Regions from separate parts of the Sus scrofa genome. Here region 1 is linked to region 2. A link is a contact called in public HiChIP or PLAC-seq data. All regions are on one chromosome and are shown on one strand. The core of a region is the stretch at or near the end of the contact, and the rest is flanking DNA. Distances in the headings are between cores, read along the strand shown. Region 1 holds the start of CCT5 (chaperonin containing TCP1 subunit 5). Region 2 holds the start of LOC100514500.

What was found. HiChIP or PLAC-seq counts read pairs in DNA pulled down with a chosen protein or histone mark.
Region 1: a contact with region 2 is called in an H3K27ac HiChIP or PLAC-seq map of alveolar macrophages. The contact joins the promoter of CCT5 here to the promoter of LOC100514500 in region 2. A contact is called at or near these places in 2 of 5 promoter capture datasets (fetal liver and liver) and 1 of 2 datasets of contacts at active chromatin or transcription factors (alveolar macrophages).

What each region holds. Positions count from the first base shown.
Region 1 is chr16:72,221,118-72,224,470 of Sscrofa11.1, reverse strand. CCT5 (chaperonin containing TCP1 subunit 5) reads left to right here and starts at 1,281. Exons shown (of 11, transcript NM_001278779.1): 1 at 1,281-1,521. The coding sequence starts at 1,417. FAM173B (protein FAM173B) reads right to left here and starts at 979. Exons shown (of 5, transcript XM_021076853.1): 1 at 949-979.
Region 2 is chr16:71,275,179-71,278,183 of Sscrofa11.1, reverse strand. LOC100514500 reads right to left here and starts at 1,455. Exons shown (of 2, transcript XR_002339616.1): 1 at 1,333-1,455. It overlaps G3BP1 (G3BP stress granule assembly factor 1), which reads left to right and starts at 2,100. Exons shown (of 12, transcript NM_001205405.1): 1 at 2,100-2,230.

The DNA of each region.
Region 1 (3,353 bases), core at 32-2,531, 950 kb before region 2:
AATTGAGATGTGGCTCCAAAAGCCAAAATGGCCTTGGAGCATCACTGTAAGCTACAGAGTAAGTGGGCCAGGTATCAGGAGGGGTTAAATGATCAACCACCTGGTGACAAAGTCAATTCCTCACTTTCAGGCCACAGGTTAAATGTTATAATCCATGCATCCATTTCCACATTTGAGTATCCAATAAAAGCTAGGAATAATACGAGTCAAGTCCCACTCTATGTCAGATGGAGGTCAGGGAGGCACGAAACCCACAACAAATAAATCTAAACCCAGAAAACATTACGTCGTGATTTGTGCTCCAAAGAAAAAGCAACAGAGGATCTGGTACTTTTTAGACAAGTTGCTAAGAGAGATCTTTCGGAGGCACCATAACGTAGGGCTTCAGAGTGGGACTCAGATCAAGACTGGGCAATTTTGCTTCTTCCTAGCTAACTTTGGGCAAGTTACTGGAGTATTTGTGCAAAACAGCTATCTCTTTAACAAACACTTGAACAGAGCTTGTTAAGGGCCAGGCACTGTTTCCCCTGAATCCGTAGAGCAGCGGTAAAGAGAGAAGCTATTGCTACCACTGCCATTTTTGCAGACAAATCACCTTCCCAAAGACACAGCTGGTAAGCGGCAGAGCTGTGACCCCCACCCCGACAGTGTGAGTCCAGTACACATCGTATAAGACCGCGCCGAACTAAGGGACTTATTCGCCTCCAAACGCTAGGAACCGGTCCCGGCGGCCAGATCCCAGTACCAGCGCACGCGCCCGAGGCGCGCACAAGCCCTGAGCCCCAAACGCCAGGCCTCGAGCCGAGGCAGCGGCCCGCGACTTCCCGCCCCCCTGCGCCGACACGGACCCGCTGCACCACAGACTCAACAGACGACTACGAGCCCTACGCCGCGCCCGCACCCAGGACCGCGGCCCAAACTACGCGCCGCGCGCGGGGCTGACCTCACCTCTTCCTCCCTCCATCGCGAGATTTCCAGCAGGTTTAAAAAAAAAAAAAAAAAAAAAAAAAAAAAGCGGACTCTACCATCTTCGCGAAGCCAGGGTGGGAAGGAGGGAGAAAACAATGCTCTGAGTCAATGATCTCATCGTTGGGAGCACTATCGAGAAACATCAGATTTTACAGATTTAATAAGTGTCTAAATCCTATCTACTACCGGCTTGTGGGTTCTAAAGTTCGCGTTCGTGTCTTCAAACTGTCCCCCCCACAGCTTCCCGGATGATAGAAGTTGCCGAAGGCCGCTGATTCCAGAAGGTACTGTCTGGCGTTAAACTAGTCTCAGGTGAGAAATAAGTCTCGAGCGGCCTGTGCTGCGCACGCGCGAGCTCTTGGCGCCCTCCCGCGAGAGGAAAGTACTCTCTCGGTTCCGGAGTGGACACCGCCGGTTGCGGGAGAGAACTCCTGCTGCTGCCGCACCATGGCGTCCGTGGGGACCCTCGCCTTCGACGAATATGGCCGCCCTTTTCTCATCATCAAAGATCAAGACCGCAAGTCTCGTCTTATGGGACTCGAGGCCCTCAAGGTAACGGGACTGGGACGCCCTGGATGAGCGGAGGACCCCGAACCCCTGGCTCCGCGCGTGCGCACATTTAAGAGCCGTTCTGCCATGTGCTCTCGGGGAAGGTCGGGGAGCCCCTCTTTGGTCTCCAGTGCTGCACCCAACGCCTTGGGCCTGGGAAAGACCAACATAGAGGCCTTTAGTCCCAGTTTGAGGGTTTGGGTGTCCCTCAAGCGCTCTCCAGAGCTGGGTGGGGCAGCCTCAATTCACAGGCGGAGAACGCGCGTCCCCGCTGGCTTCTCCAGCGTGCTGTCGTTCCGACGGCGCATGTATCAGTAAGCTGCAGAGGAGGTATTTCTCGGGTCCCCTGGCAGATTAGGACCCTGCTTCTTTACCTTCAGTCGGTATACCTGCGACAGCCCCAAAGGAAAAGAGGTTCATACTCTTCGTTGCTTCCTTAAAGGCTTAGTCATTGACAGCGCATTTCATTTTTGAGTCCTTCTATGCACGGCGTAATCCTGGATGTGGTATTATAAAAACTGAAAACGTACACCTTTAAGGAAGAAAATACTACTACAAGAGTGAAAGTGGGAGTTCCCGTCGTGGCTCAGTGGGTTAACGATCCGGCGTTGCCGTGAGCTGTGGTGTAGGTTGCAGACACAGCTCAGATCCTACGTTGCTGTGGCTCTGGCGTAGGCCGGTGGCTACAGCTCCGATTCGACCCCTAGCCTGGGAACCTCCATATGCCGTGGGAGCGGCCCAAGAAATGGCAAAAAGACCAAAAAAAAAAAAAAAAGAGTGAAAAGTGGTCGCCAATAACTATGACATAAGGCAGTGTGTGACCAGAACCACGGGATATGGGAGGCAGTGCAGGAAAAAGCTGGAGGGGATCCTTCAGACGGTCAATGGAGGGGTTTTGAGCAGAATCACAAGTAGAACTATGCCAGAGGAAGTAGGCTTTGAGATAGACCATGTCGCCAGGCCTGAGGTGTCCCTGTTTGCTTAGTGTCTTGGGGTTTTATTTAAGAAGCAGTGCAGTTCTTTCTCCCCTGAACTGTTTGACCTAAAACAAGTTAACACCACCTCTCTGAACCTCCTTTCCCAGCAGGGGCAGCACACCTCTTTCCGGCTTGGGAGGGAAATTAAATGGGGTAACTTATCCAATCTTTGACCCATGGTAGGTAGGCGAGCCACTTGTGTTACATATTTAATTCCATTTTTCACTGAAAGGACCATTAGAGAAAGTGCCACTCAATGCATGCACCCCAAAAACAGAAGCTACAGGTGATTTTGTGTCAGCCACATCTCATGTAATTCTCACACTCTGAGACAGGTATTATTTTATATAATTGGAAACTTGGCCCCAGAGCAGGTAGATGATTGCTTGCGGTCCCAGCGCTGGTAAAGATCAGGTTCCATGGTTCACGCCCAGCTCTGTCTGATTCTGCGGTCAGTGGTCTGAGGCCTACGTCTCAGCCTTGGCACTATTGATATTTGGGGCTGGATCATTCTTTGTTGTGGCATCTGTCCTGTTCTGATGTTTAGCAGCATCCCTGGCCTCTACCCCCTATGGTCCCCTTCCTAATTGTGACAACCAAAGATGTCCCCAGACATTGCCTGGAGGTCTCCTCAGGGGCGAATCACCCCTGATTAAGAACCACGTCCCCATGTTAGTATCCTTTAGAAATTCCGTTGTACAGACATCAGAGTGTATTTTAATGGCTGCCAGTATCTCTGCAAACCTAGTGAACTTTGTGTCTTTTGTTACCTGCTAAATGGGGTGGCACGGGAAGCCTTCACAGAACACGTGCTCTTGAACTGCTTAGGAAGTTGTCAGGATCTTGGGGTGGAGGGCC
Region 2 (3,005 bases), core at 206-2,705:
ATTTAAAATTCCCTCCAAATGTGATTAAGAATAGCCCAATCACAGGCTGCCTGGGTTAAATAACCTCATCTGTGAATTCCAAGATTCACAGCCAGTCTGCTCTGATTAGCAGTTCAGTTTGTAAAGTTGTCTTGAAAACTGCGAATGTCAGAGTTCCTGTTGTGGTGCAGCAGAAACGAATCCAACTAGTATCTCTAAGGATGTGGGTTCGATCCCTGGCCTTGCTCAGTGAGGAGCCTGCATTGCCATGAGCTGTGGTGCAGGTCGCAGACATGGCTCGGATCTGGTGTTGCTGCGGCTGTGCTGTAGGTCAGCAGCTATAGCTCTGATTTGACCCCTAGCCTGGGAACTTCCATATGCTGGGGGGGGGGGCCTAAAAAAAAAAAAAAAACCTGCAAATGTCCTCGTCCACCTTTTAAGAAATCTTTCACGGGCTCCTCATCTCCCTCCGAGTAAAGTCCAAATTCCTTAGTAAGGCTAACGAGATCCTGGAGGTTCCTTAAATCAGAAAACCTGTGGCGGATCCTCTCCTCTGAGCCGAGATCCCTTCCTTGCCCCCAAAGTCCCATATGCCCCTTCCCCAGTTTCCCCGAGCTCGCGGAGGAGCTTCCAGGCCCTGGTTTGTTCAATGGGTGGCAGCAAGCAGGGTCAGCAGCATCTTGATCATCCCTGACCCCAGCCCCTGGAGTTCATTAAGTGCTGAATGAGAGAGGCTGATGCAGGAGTGGGGCTTGGGGGGCGGGGGGCAGAGGGACGCTCCCATTTAGCTTCTGGGGCTGCACCCCGACCCCACCAGGCTGCCTCCCCTGTCCTTTCGCCCCCAGCAGAGGCTCCACGTGCATTATTTCCAAATTTACAAAATTTTGAGACCCTCCCCAGGACCACGTGCCTGCAAAGGAGACTCAAACGAGGCGTGTCTCTGTATTTCCATGTGAAATGCTCAGGGTGACCAATAGAGGGCCTAACAAAAGGCTAGAAGACGTGGACAGGACCGGGCTGGAGCGTCACTTAGCCTCTGGTGTTTTAGGGACGCTTTGGGGTGTCCATAGGAGTTTGACAAACTACCTTTTCAAGATGTAACGACTACAAGAAATAAGGCCCCACACCTAGGGCAACTGGAAATGGGAATGACAATGGTGGTGACGCACAGGATGTTACAGGAAGGGCCAAGCTGCCGGGAGAATGAACAAACTCTTGTTCCTCGGTCAACACCCACTAGCCGACCTGCAGCAGCACTTGCCCAGAAGGGCAGAGTAGAAACGAGTGTCCTCAAAGTCAACAGTTTTCACGTGCGACCTTTTTACAAGCCCTTAGGTACACAACGGGAGTTACCTTCTCCTCTGGCTTTCCTTGAACGGTTGTCCAGTAATAGTGCTGACTAATGCTGAGAACCAGCAAGTGCCCTTAGGCGGCCGCGTGGAAATAAAAAAGTTGGCATAAGAGGAAAAAAATAAAATAAAGCAACGGGAAACTTCACCATCTGGTTCGGCTGGTACCAAATTGTGCGGGAAAAGCGGGAGAAGGGGGCCTCAGGGACCGCACCCAACAAGTGAAGAAAGGAAAGGGAAAAGGACAGAAGCCGGGGCCAAGAAAGCCTCAGAACCTCCCCAGAAGGCAAGGCGGCCCCCGGGGCTCAGCCTCCTCGGTACCGTTCAACCCCGGCGTCAATCACCTCTTTTCCGCGCTGCGATTGGGCCGGGGCCCCCCAGCCACCCTGGCGCCCACCTCCTAGTTGCTTGGGGTTTACTTCCCCAAAGTACAAGGGCCCCACCTTGTGGATCAACCGCTCCTGCATGGAAAACGGATCTCCGCCCAGGGGAAGACGTTTTAACGAATGGGAACGGCTGCACGCACTTATTGGCTACCGTGGATATCGGTCAAAGAAGTTCCCAGCCCCTTCCCCACCGTACCTTTCCGTTATTGGTCTCTCTCAGTGCCAATCCGTCACTAGGGAAACGAGATCCTTACAGGCTCATAGGCAAAAGTCAAAGCCAATCAAGAGCCACGCCTTCATCCTGAGTCAGTACCCAATTGCTGCGCGAAGAGCTCAGAGGACGCCGTCGGGATTGGCCACTAGCCTGCCCGACTTGGCCGCAACAAGTTAGTCTGAGTCTCGGTTATATAGCCCGGCGACGGAGCACGCGTGTGTGCGGACGCAGTTGCGTGAAGGGTATTTGCCTTTTGCCTTGCGGTGGAGCAGAGCTTGTTCCTCTCCCGTTCAGCCGTGCAGGTACGGCAGGGTGTGGGCGGGGCTGGACCGGTAGGAGGGCGAGCTGGGGCAGAGGTGAGAGGGAGACGTCCGAACGGCGACTGTGCGAGCTCCCCCTCCCCACCTCCGCCCCAACGGCCGCAGGCGCGCGCGGCAGGCGCACGGGCGCGCAGGAGCTCTCCGCCCCCCGCCCCCACCGGCCGGCGCGCGTGGCCGTGTCCGCGTTCGCGGCGTGCGCGTGCCGCGCCCAACGGCCACGCGGGGCGAGAGCGAGCCGCAGCCGCCGCCCGAGCCCCAGAGTGCTCTCGAGGGCCTGGGGCCCCGCGCGGCGAGCTCGCCAGCTTTTCCCGCCCGCACCCCCACGCGCCATCCGAGTCCTTTCCTGGCTGTAGCTCCAGCTTAATCCCAGACCAGAGAAGGCTTTTATGGGGGGGGGGGGGCACGAAAGTGCGATGAGAATTTCTGGACTCGGGAAGCAGAAGTGCTGCCCCCCAAGCTTTTACAGCGAGTGAAGGGTAAGCAGCGACTTCGTGGATGTCGAATGATGATAGTACTAACTACTCATCTTCTAAGCCCTCCCTCTGTGCCAGGCACAGTCGTGCGCACCTTGTGTGTTTCCCCTTTAGTCCCGCAATGTCCCGATGAGGTAGGTACCATGATTTTCTAATGTTTACAGCGGATTCGAAGGCCCAGCGGTGGAGTGACACGGTCGAACACAGATCGTTAGGGACAGGAATTTGAACGCAGGCCACCTGACTCCTCGTCCCCCAAGTCTATTGTAGTCTTTGTTGCAGCG